Linked DNA regions of Gossypium hirsutum: region 1 is linked to region 2. The links are chromatin contacts, called in public Hi-C maps. All regions are on one chromosome and are shown on one strand. The core of a region is the stretch at or near the end of the contact, and the rest is flanking DNA. Distances in the headings are between cores, read along the strand shown.

Region 1 (5,506 bases), core at 19-2,518, 190 kb after region 2:
TTACTAAATTTAGCCTTTTAGTAAAACATTCAATTAAACCAAAACACCAACCTACAACCGTCCATTAAGTTATAACATGGTATAATTGTCATAACAGTCCTCCCTCATTTAATAATTAAGTCATCTAATTATTATAATTCAATAGTGATTAAATTTTATATTTTTTACAATTTAATTCTTTTTAATTAATTAATTATCTAAACATTAAAATTTCTTAATTAAATTTTAATATAACCTTAATAACACTTCGTACATATCTAATAAAATATTGACGGGCTTGGTTTATAGAAATGAGGTCCGATATCTTATTTTCTAAAATCACTTGACTTTAGAGACATACCACTTGAACCTAATAATTCGTTCAATTAACAAAAATCATTAAATCAAATTTCAATGTAATTCTATACTTGACTCGTAACTATTAAATAATAATATCTACGGACTCACTCGTCAGATTTGTGGCCCTGAAACTACCGTTTCCAACACTTCTGAAAAACGAGTTTTTACCTGTCTTCTCTCTTTTCAATTTGTAGATCTATTTTGTGGTTATCTTTGTTTCTTCACAAGTTATGATGTACAGATGATGGTGCCTATCATTCGCTAAAACTCCACTAGCGACCAATAGTTTTTCTTGGAAAGTGGGTAGTTAACTTCTTAATCTGTTTTTGTTTTGAGACCATTTCAAAATAATAAATGATTTCATGTGTTGATTTAGACTCGTGTTATCTTAAGTTTTATATTTTTTTGTTTGTTTTTCTATTGTTTAAGAAGTCTTCAGTTTTAGAAGTTTTTGTCTGCTCTTGTAGCATGTTTTTTAGTCTTGTTTATGCATGCAATCTCAATTTTACAAGTGATTTTAGGGATAATTTTGTTGTTGTCCTCTTTAGTTTGGTGAATGCTCGATTCTTTTGTCGATTTTTACTTTCCGCTTTAGACCATTCGGGACTAATTTCCTTATCGTATTAAGTGCTTGCAATCACTCTAAATATGTCGTGCTTGAGTTGTGACAAAGTTAATTGTCAACATGTCATAATATTCTATTGATGCGCTGAGGTTAAAACCTTTGTTGTGTTGATAGAGCTTATCCTTCATTATCTACTACGAGTATTTACTATTTTTTAAAAAAATTATATGATTCCATTTATTGAATAAATCAATAAATTTACCTTAAAAAAACAATACCAAACTATCCCGTAATCAACCGCAATTATTTTGGAATCAGACAAGCTTAATAGAGGCAAACGTCACTTAAATTTCAGCTTTAACTTGGCAAAACTCTCAACTCCACTCAAACAATATCTTTCAGCTTATTATTGGACAATTAACTAAAAATTTCTTTTCATTTCATTACATTTTTGGATCAACCAATAAAAAATTTCGAAACTCACTGGCGATCACAAAGCACAAGATTCCTGCCATCCAAGCATATAAAGCAACATCTTCTTCGTCCTTCTTCCTCCGAGGTACCGACACCGGCACCGGCGCTAACGAAGACATGATTCTCGCTGGATTCTTCGACGGTCTTTCCCGCCTCCGTTTCATGTAAACGACTTTGTCACCTCCCCCATATCACCACCATCTCCACAAACCAAAACATCAACGAGATTCAAATCCTCCGTTGGCGGAAACTTCCGGCAACAAATTAAAGGTCCAGCAAAAAACAGCCTAGGCCTACGAAATCGAGATTTGCGGCGCTTTCTTCATTACCACTAGATTAATCCAAAGGTAACGCCTTCGGTACTGTCAAAATGTCTAGATCTCTACACTCTGTTTGCTCACCGGTTAAATGCCTTTATATTTTTTGGTTGAATTTTTTCTGTCAAAAACTTCTGTCATTTTCGTTGTCACATGCAATCTTATTGGTTTTTTCTTTTTTGAAGGTATTATGGCAAAGGTTAACGAAGCAGCGGGGATGGAAATTGATGATCCAAATTCAAACATTTCTGACCAGATCAGCCTCAAGTTCTCAATCAGTGGTCAGTTCTTTGATGTTTCTTTATCGAATTTTTAACTTCCACAAATGCATCAGCTGTAGTAATTTGTTGGCAAGATTCATGCAAATTAATTGCAGTTGGTTTCCGTTTGGCTAAGTTGGCTAATTGGAGGATGACCTGGACGCCGGCCACCGATGATGATGACGGTCGGTTGTTTACTGATGGTGGGTGTTAGATTAAAAAGTTTGTAATTCTTAAAGTGACTAAAAAAAGAATATTCCATTTTGTAAATTTTACAACAAAATATAAAATTGCTGACGTGGCTGAGTGATTATTTTAAAAAATATTTTAATGATTAAATTGATAAAAAAAATTAAAGTGGCAAAAGTTAAAAAAAAACATTATTTTAATTAGGTGAATTTCAATAATTTGCTTAAAAAATGCTGAAAAAACAATTAAAAGTAATAACGTAAAAATGCTAAAAAAATAAATTGAGATAGATTGTATACAATAGTTGTGATAATTTTTTATTTTAACAAATTTATATATCCAATTATTTTAAATTTAAATTAAATAATACAATGTTAAGATAAATAATGTATACCTTTATCATAGCTTTTAAATTTAATCAAATTATTTTAAAAAAAAAATTAAATATCTCAAACAGATTAAATTTAAAATAATCTCAAACAGATAAATTAATAGTAAATAAAGATAATTACATTAATATTAAATAAAATAAAAATTCCCCAACCCCGTCAGTCTCCCTCCCCCTACTTCCCCCCACCACCGTCCCTCTCTCGTGCTGCTGCAAATTGAGATATAACAAAATTGCAGCAGCAGTCTAAAACTAGAATGCATGATTTCAATCTTAGCTCTTGATTCAATTCTGACTTTGACTTTTGAACTGCTGAAAGTGAAGAGTTGTGAAGAATATGAAAGTGTATTTATTTTATTTAATTTTAATATTAATGAAATTGTATTTATTTACTGTTAATATAAATATTAATATAAAATTAAAATTCATATTATAATTGTATTAATTTTTAAAAAAAATGGAATCTGTAATTTTAAACTAAAATTAAAATTTTTAATAAATTTGTAAGATATAATTTTACTTTTTAGCTTTTTAAAATTGTTTGATTTATCGGTTTAAATTACTTTTTAAATTGGTTGATGAGTTCCAGCTTAATCAAATCACATAGATAGACAGATATAGTTTTATTCAAAAAATTAAATTAAGTATTTTTCATTAAAAATAATTAAAAGGTAAAACATTGGGAACTTTTTTCTTGGGCTTTTGGGGCTTTGTTCAGCCCAAAGTTCCTAACACCTGACTGGATCTTTCTTGGCATCCAAACAGTGACAAATTATCAAATCGAATGGTCCTCAAAACCCAACTCTTGAGATCATTCTGGAATCTCTTCTCTAACCTTCTCCGCCTCTCTTATCTTCTTAGTTCTTCCCAACCCCAAACCCAACTCAGCTTTTGTTGCCTTTGCTTTCTACCCATTTCAAACTCTGTCTCTCTGGGAATTTTGGGTTCTTCTCAGTTTATCCACTTTCAATTCCTTCTTCTTTTGATTGCTATTTTAATTAGTTACATCTGAAAAAAAAAAGAAAAAAAAGAAATGGCTTCCTCAACTGCCCAAATCCATGTCCTTGGTGGTATTGGTTTCGCTTCTTCAAGAAAACCCAACCACCATTCACCCAGAACGGTTTTCTTGGGCCAAAGACTGCACAAAACGTCGCCGTTGAACGCCGCTTTCCTACGACTCGCTAAGACCAACAACAACGGTAAACGCTACAGCGTTGGGCCAGTGAGAGTTGTGAACGAGAAAGTGGTCGGAATCGATCTCGGGACTACTAACTCGGCGGTGGCGGCCATGGAAGGAGGGAAGCCCACTATTGTAACGAATGCTGAAGGGCAGAGGACGACGCCGTCCGTGGTGGCGTATACGAAGACTGGGGATAGGTTAGTAGGGCAGATAGCGAAACGACAAGCCGTTGTGAACCCTGAGAACACGTTTTTCTCTGTGAAAAGGTTTATTGGAAGGAAGATGTCGGAAGTGGATGAGGAATCGAAACAGGTTTCTTATAAGGTTATTAGAGATGATAATGGGAATGTTAAGCTTGATTGTCCTGCCATTGGTAAACAATTCGCCGCCGAGGAAATCTCAGCTCAAGTATGTTATATTAACGGCTTCTTACTTTCACTGCTATATTGAGTCATGAATTGGGTTGTCTTTGCTATGTTTATTGAGCTTATTTAACTTGGAAGTTTGAGAAATTGAAAATGTTTTGAAAACCAAATTTATGGAACTTTGAGTTTATTGGCAATGAATGCATTACGGATGAAGCTTTTTAAGGGTAATGGAATCTTTCTATGGCTAATGGGTTGTTTCTATTTTTGGATATAGGTTTTGAGAAAGCTTGTCGATGATGCTTCGAAGTTTTTGAACGATAAAGTGACCAAAGCTGTTGTTACTGTCCCTGCTTACTTCAATGATTCCCAAAGGACTGCCACAAAGGATGCTGGTCGAATTGCTGGGTTAGAAGTTCTTAGGATTATCAATGAACCTACTGCTGCCTCTCTGGCATATGGGTTTGAGAAGAAGAACAATGAAACCATCCTTGTGTTCGATCTCGGAGGTGGTACCTTTGATGTCTCAGGTATGTGAGATAGATGAGAAACTATTTATCTACATGTATAGTGATTTCATTTATCCTTTATTGGTGAAGATATTAGAAAATGTTTGATTGCCTATTTGTTTAATATGTTATAGTGCTTGAGGTTGGTGATGGAGTGTTTGAGGTGCTCTCTACATCTGGAGACACACATTTAGGTGGTGATGACTTTGATAAGGTAGGTGTACTTGATGAATTTTGAACATTCTTCTTTGGGTTAGTTGTATCTTTCAGTGCTGAAGCATGTCATATGTGTCATATTTTTTGTGCAGAGAATTGTAGACTGGCTTGCTGAAAACTTTAAGAGGGATGAAGGCATAGATCTTTTGAAAGACAAACAAGCTCTTCAGCGGTTAACTGAGACAGCTGAGAAAGCTAAAATGGAGTTATCTTCTTTGACTGAGGCAAACATAAGGTATCTCTCTCCCCTTCTTTGTGTATATGTCTTCCATTTTTGCACTTTCTACTCGGTGCTTAATGACGAAGACTTTTCTTTTTGGGTTCCAGTTTACCTTTCATTACTGCCACAGCAGATGGACCTAAACACATTGAGACCACCATAACCAGGGTTAAATTTGAGGAATTGTGCTCAGACCTACTTGACAGGTAGTTATTATCATTTTAATAATTTTTTATCATGTTTAATTTTTAAAAAAAAGGACCAAGAAGGAAAAGAAGAATATGTTGATGTTGTTCCTAATTTTTGGGCTTAATCACTAGGGTTTTAAGTTTCTCTTGTGTATTTAATGAAATCTGAAGGCTAAAGACACCCGTAGAGAATTCTTTGAGGGATGCTAAACTTTCCTTTAAAGACATAGATGAGGTTATCCTTGTTGGTGGATCAACACGTATTCCTGCTGTTCAGGAACTTGTGAGGAAGATGA
Region 2 (4,868 bases), core at 391-2,890:
ATCCCATAAATAAATAACGTATTCAACACGTTGTTATTAAAAAGAAAATTTGGAGTGGTAAATCAAACAAGTAACAAAATCCGTACAATCAAGTTGCTTAGACGGCACTCTAAAGTGTAAACAAAAAACCATATGCTGAACTTATAAATAAAGGATAGTAGTTATTTCATCTATATCACACTTACCAATCTTTGTGAGCTATGCACCACAATGCTTTCCTGCAACAACCACTTTCCCTTCTCTAATTTTATAAATCGAGGACAAATAATTGTATTTTCATTTTCTCTTATTATATGGATTTCAACCTCTGATATCAAAATACCACCAAAATTTACCCTCATATTATTTGCAAAAGAAGCTTCAATTTTAAAATGAATTACAACATCTTACTTTATATTTATTAAATATGAAGTGAAATTTCCATTTATATTATATATTAATTCCAACAATCTAAAAATTTAAATTCCAACCTGCTTACTATTAATGAATTATTTGAGAATTTTTTTTAAAAAAAAATTCATTTATATAAGTTTTACATACCCTTTCTACTACTTAACCCCAGAAGTTGTTTTGCAACTCAACACGCACGCGCTGACTTAGAGCCAGAAAAGAATGATGCATTATTTTTTTTTCTTTTACTGCAACAAACTTTGCAGAGATCAATCACATCCTTATGCTGATCCAATGGCTGAGATCACATGTCCCAAACACAAAATTTTTCATTTAAATTAACTCTAAAAATAAATTCTTTTTACTTTAATCCTTTAAAAATTATAAAAATATAAATTTTAAAATATTATAATTTAATTTCAAACTCTTTAAAACTTTTTCCTGATTCCAAACTTGGGTGTCTGTGGTCCCACATCCTCTTGTATGAGGATCACCCCCACATTATCAGTTTTATTCATTTTATTACAAGACAAAAGTTAATGCTCGAGTAGGTTTACTATTTGTAGCTCCACTGCAATAAATAGCAAGTGTTGAACACGCTCCTCCTCTAATGCACGTTCCCAATGCCATTGATAATATTATTAATATCACTTTACCTAAGACTAAGGTAACTTGAGATAGTTGTGGACTGCCAAGTTTCCTTTACAGTAGTGCTGGATCATTATTATTACCAAAATAAATTTGGTTTTTCATAAAATCTAGAAAACTAAATAATATCCAAAAATAAGATTCATTAATCAGAAGAAAACATTCTTTATTACTGTCTGTTTGAGCTTAAAAGAAAATCAAAGTAGTGATAAAATAGAAACCAGGTCAATAAATGAGGTAGGTATGAGTAAAAAAGGGACTTAAAAGAATATTGGTAAGATAAAATGGCATTTATCATTTGACCATTTTCTCCAAGGCTTGAGACTCGGTCAAGCGGAGGTATCCATGGTTGCGAATCTCAGACAGAAACTCAAAAAATATTCGTGTTTCTCCTTGAAGGTCAAACCTATCAGACCAGACAGATAGTTCACACTCGAAGCATGTCTGGTATGTGAAATACATTTTAATATAAAATTTATATTTACAACATTAATGGTTAAGAAAAAAAAAGAATTGAAAGAGTACCAAACCTAACCGTTTAAATCAGTGAGTGGGCATGGTTGCTGTCCAAATAGTCTTCCTATTCAAGTAAAGGTTGTTGAAGTTTGGCACATTGAGTGAAAAAGTGGGCAACCCTTTTTCTCTCAACCCTTCCCTTTCTTATACTCGTTTTCTGATATGAATGTGATCATCATCATCAACTGCAGCAACCCCTTTGATGATTTCTTTCTTTTAAAAACATGTACACATCCACCAAAAGTTAAAAAAAGGTGGCAAAAGAAAAAAAAATGAAAAAGTTGGACAATTTCATACCCACCCAAGGGAAACAAAAAAGGTTAAAGAATTTGTGTTTCGAAAGGTAAGAAACATTACAATAGTAAGTAGAAAGAAACAAAATAGAAACTCTCCCCCATGTGTTAGATAAAAAGGCTAGGACCAAGAAAAAGATTATTTGAAACAACAATGTTGTATGGGATAGATGGAGGAGGCTAGATATGGCTGTTTGCTGCTGTTCTTCTTTTTCTAGCTTCTCATAACTTAGCTTTTTGAAGGGTTCTTGCAGAATTTGGAAGTTTGAAGCTCTCTCTTAAAGGTACATTACACGTATGTTTTGTTTTATTTTATTTTTTTTTAGCATTTTTGTTTATATAAAATTTTGGGTTTTTGTCAATTATGTTCTTGGGGAAGGAGTAGAAAACTATAATTTTCAAAAAGTGAGCTTTTCTTTAAGGTAGTAAACTTTTAGTATTAAAATTTTCCTGTCTTTGGATCTTTTCTGTACGAGTGTCAGAAGTTTTGTTGGAGAATTAATAGTTGTCTTTTAAGCTTTAAAAAACACAGATCCCCCCCCCCTTCCATGGCAAGTATTATATGTTCTCAAAACCAGGAGTTTCTGAAAATAAAAAATCTCTAGCATTTTGAGTATTTATGGTGAACTTTCTTTGGGGGGTTTCTACTAGGAGCACTCAAGCTTCCCAGAAGGAAAAATTTCTGCGGAGAGGAAGTTTATGCTGATTGTCAAGGATTTCTGTACTATTATTTTAATTATATAAAAAGTGACAAAACTATCTTTCATGGTGATTAACAAAACAAATGGACTTTTATGCCTGCTTGTATATGTCTGCAAGGGTTTCTATACTTGGACTGAAATGTTTTGAGCTTAACTTGGAACCATAAGAAACAAACTTGTGGGTTAAACCCAATTTAGTTATATCTGTGAGAATCTGGAAGCTGTTTTTGGTTCAACTTACACCGAATGCTGAATCACCATACCAAAATTCCCCTGTTTCTTCTCGTGTCATCTGTTCTTTTCATTTTGCTTTTTGTTTGATTCATTCATGGTGGTGGAAGACCTTAGTTTCAGGCCTATAGCCTCCTTTGTGAGTAGTTTTAATTCTCTTTTAATGAGTAGTTTTGGGACCTTATCCTTATGAATAATCAATCTAATACTATTGTGTTTACAAAAGTTTCCATGTCGTAACATTTGTTCTTTATTTAAGAACTTTTGCATCATGAAAAGCCTGAAAAGTTTCCAAGTCATAACGCTTATCAAGCAGTTTAATCAGATTTCATGGTTGAAAACTTGAATTTTAGAATCTGCATGAAACAGTAAATGTTTTGATTAATGCATTGTTTTTCATCCTTATCTTTCATGATAGACACTATGCTGTATAGCACTGTAATTACATTAGATCTTATGCATCTCTTTACGACTCCAGATAGGACCGTCGTTTTGGCCCTTGCACGAGTGGATTTTTGCTGGCTTTTTTTGGTTATTCTGTTTCTTCACATGCTTAGACCAACAAAGTAATGCTGGCAGTATGGGAAAGAAAGGAAGTTGGTTTTCTGCAATTAAAAGGGTTTTCATACCACACTCCAAGGAAAAGCTAAGTAATGTAAGTTCATATTTTTAACTAGGTGCATATGGACTTCGCTACTTTGTCTATGGTTTTGATTAACTATATGAAAAGAACGTACTAATTGTAGATGTTTTTTATTGTTTAATTTCATTATCTATCTTATATTTTTGTTAGAGAAAAACTTACATTTTGTGTATAAGGTTCAAACATCCAGCAGATAGTTGTGATTGCTGATTAGGTAAACAAAAGAACCCGGCATTGGAAAGATGTCAAAATAGAAATGGGTAGAATTAGTTGCCTTTGGAGAGTGAAATTTCTGATTGAAGACATTTTTGTTGCATAGTCAGCTCTTGAAGTCAATGTGTTTGTTTCATAGATCAAATGTATCTCATGCATCGTAAGAAGCACTCTGGATTTAGTTCTTGTAAAGCATGAACTTTTTTCTGCCTAAATGTTATTGAGAAGACGCCTTCTGTTTTTCTATGGTTAAATCCCTCAGGAATCGGATAAACGAAGTGGTAAAGAAAAGAAGAAGAAAGGCCTAGGAAAATTAAGGCATGGAGAAACCAATTCCTTTATTCCCCTCTTTAGAGAGCCCAGCAGTATTGAGAAAATTCTTGGGGAGGCTGAAAGAGAGCATAAACTAGTATTCAGGCCTCCAACACCTCCAGAGCAGCCAGCGACACCACCTTTTGTGCCTCATAAAGATGCTTCTCCTAGAGTTCCTTCACAGAGGATTGCCTCTCCTAGGATTGCTTCCCCGAGGGCTGCTTCTCCAAGAACCGTTTCCCCTCCACGAGCTGCTTCTCCAAGAGCTGCTCCACCTAAGGTCGTCCGTCCTCGACCAGAACCAACTTTAAGGAATCATCATGCTTCTGCTACAAAAATTCAAGCAGCCTATAGAGGTTATATGGTAAATCTTTCACTTTTCTTATTAATAAAAGATTTCAAAGTGGAAATTTCATGGAGGCAACTGGTTTTGAAAAGACGAACAATGACAAATTATATGGCCATAAACTGAATAATAGTACAGCAGAATTAATCTGTTAAAGATTTCATATTTTAGGGACTTATGACAAGTACTGATGTAGGATATTATTGTTTGTGCAAGTCTGGTCTATATTACGTCACTTTCCCCTCCACTTTCCACCAGCTGATATTCACATATTATAAATGAACATAATTCCCCTTAAAACCTTTATAGGTAGAAAGGTTAAAAGCCATTTGCTATGAACAACTTTCTAATGGGCTCAGTAATGGGTGAAGTTTCCCTGGGAAAACAGTTAATCACATTGCTCTTAGTTGTTGGTGATATCATGTTGTATGATGATACACGGTAGAGTCCTTTGCATTGATTTGTCTTGCATCAATATTTGATTCCCAGATTGATTATCTTGGAACTCATAATACAGGCGAGGAGAAGTTTTCGAGCTTGGAAAGGCCTTGTGAGGCTTCAAGGAGTTGTTAGAG

The links. A called contact is a pair of places that touch in the nucleus more often than the background predicts.
Region 1: a Hi-C map of petal shows a contact between it and region 2, with 2.8 times the contacts expected there. The contact joins the promoter of LOC107896771 here to the promoter of LOC107896784 in region 2. A contact is called at or near these places in 2 of 34 Hi-C or Micro-C datasets (leaf and petal).

The regions. Positions count from the first base shown.
Region 1 is chrA10:81,966,199-81,971,704 of Gossypium_hirsutum_v2.1, forward strand. LOC107896771 (stromal 70 kDa heat shock-related protein, chloroplastic) reads left to right here and starts at 1,269. Exons shown (of 10, transcript XM_016822038.2): 1 at 1,269-1,725; 2 at 1,881-1,976; 3 at 2,072-4,120; 4 at 4,355-4,607; 5 at 4,721-4,800; 6 at 4,895-5,037; 7 at 5,130-5,228; 8 at 5,382-5,506. The coding sequence starts at 3,566.
Region 2 is chrA10:81,779,346-81,784,213 of Gossypium_hirsutum_v2.1, forward strand. It overlaps LOC107896784 (protein IQ-DOMAIN 14), which reads left to right and starts at 1,641. Exons shown (of 7, transcript XM_041078886.1): 1 at 1,641-1,897; 2 at 2,102-2,131; 3 at 3,258-3,434; 4 at 3,898-4,311; 5 at 4,811-4,868. The coding sequence starts at 3,360.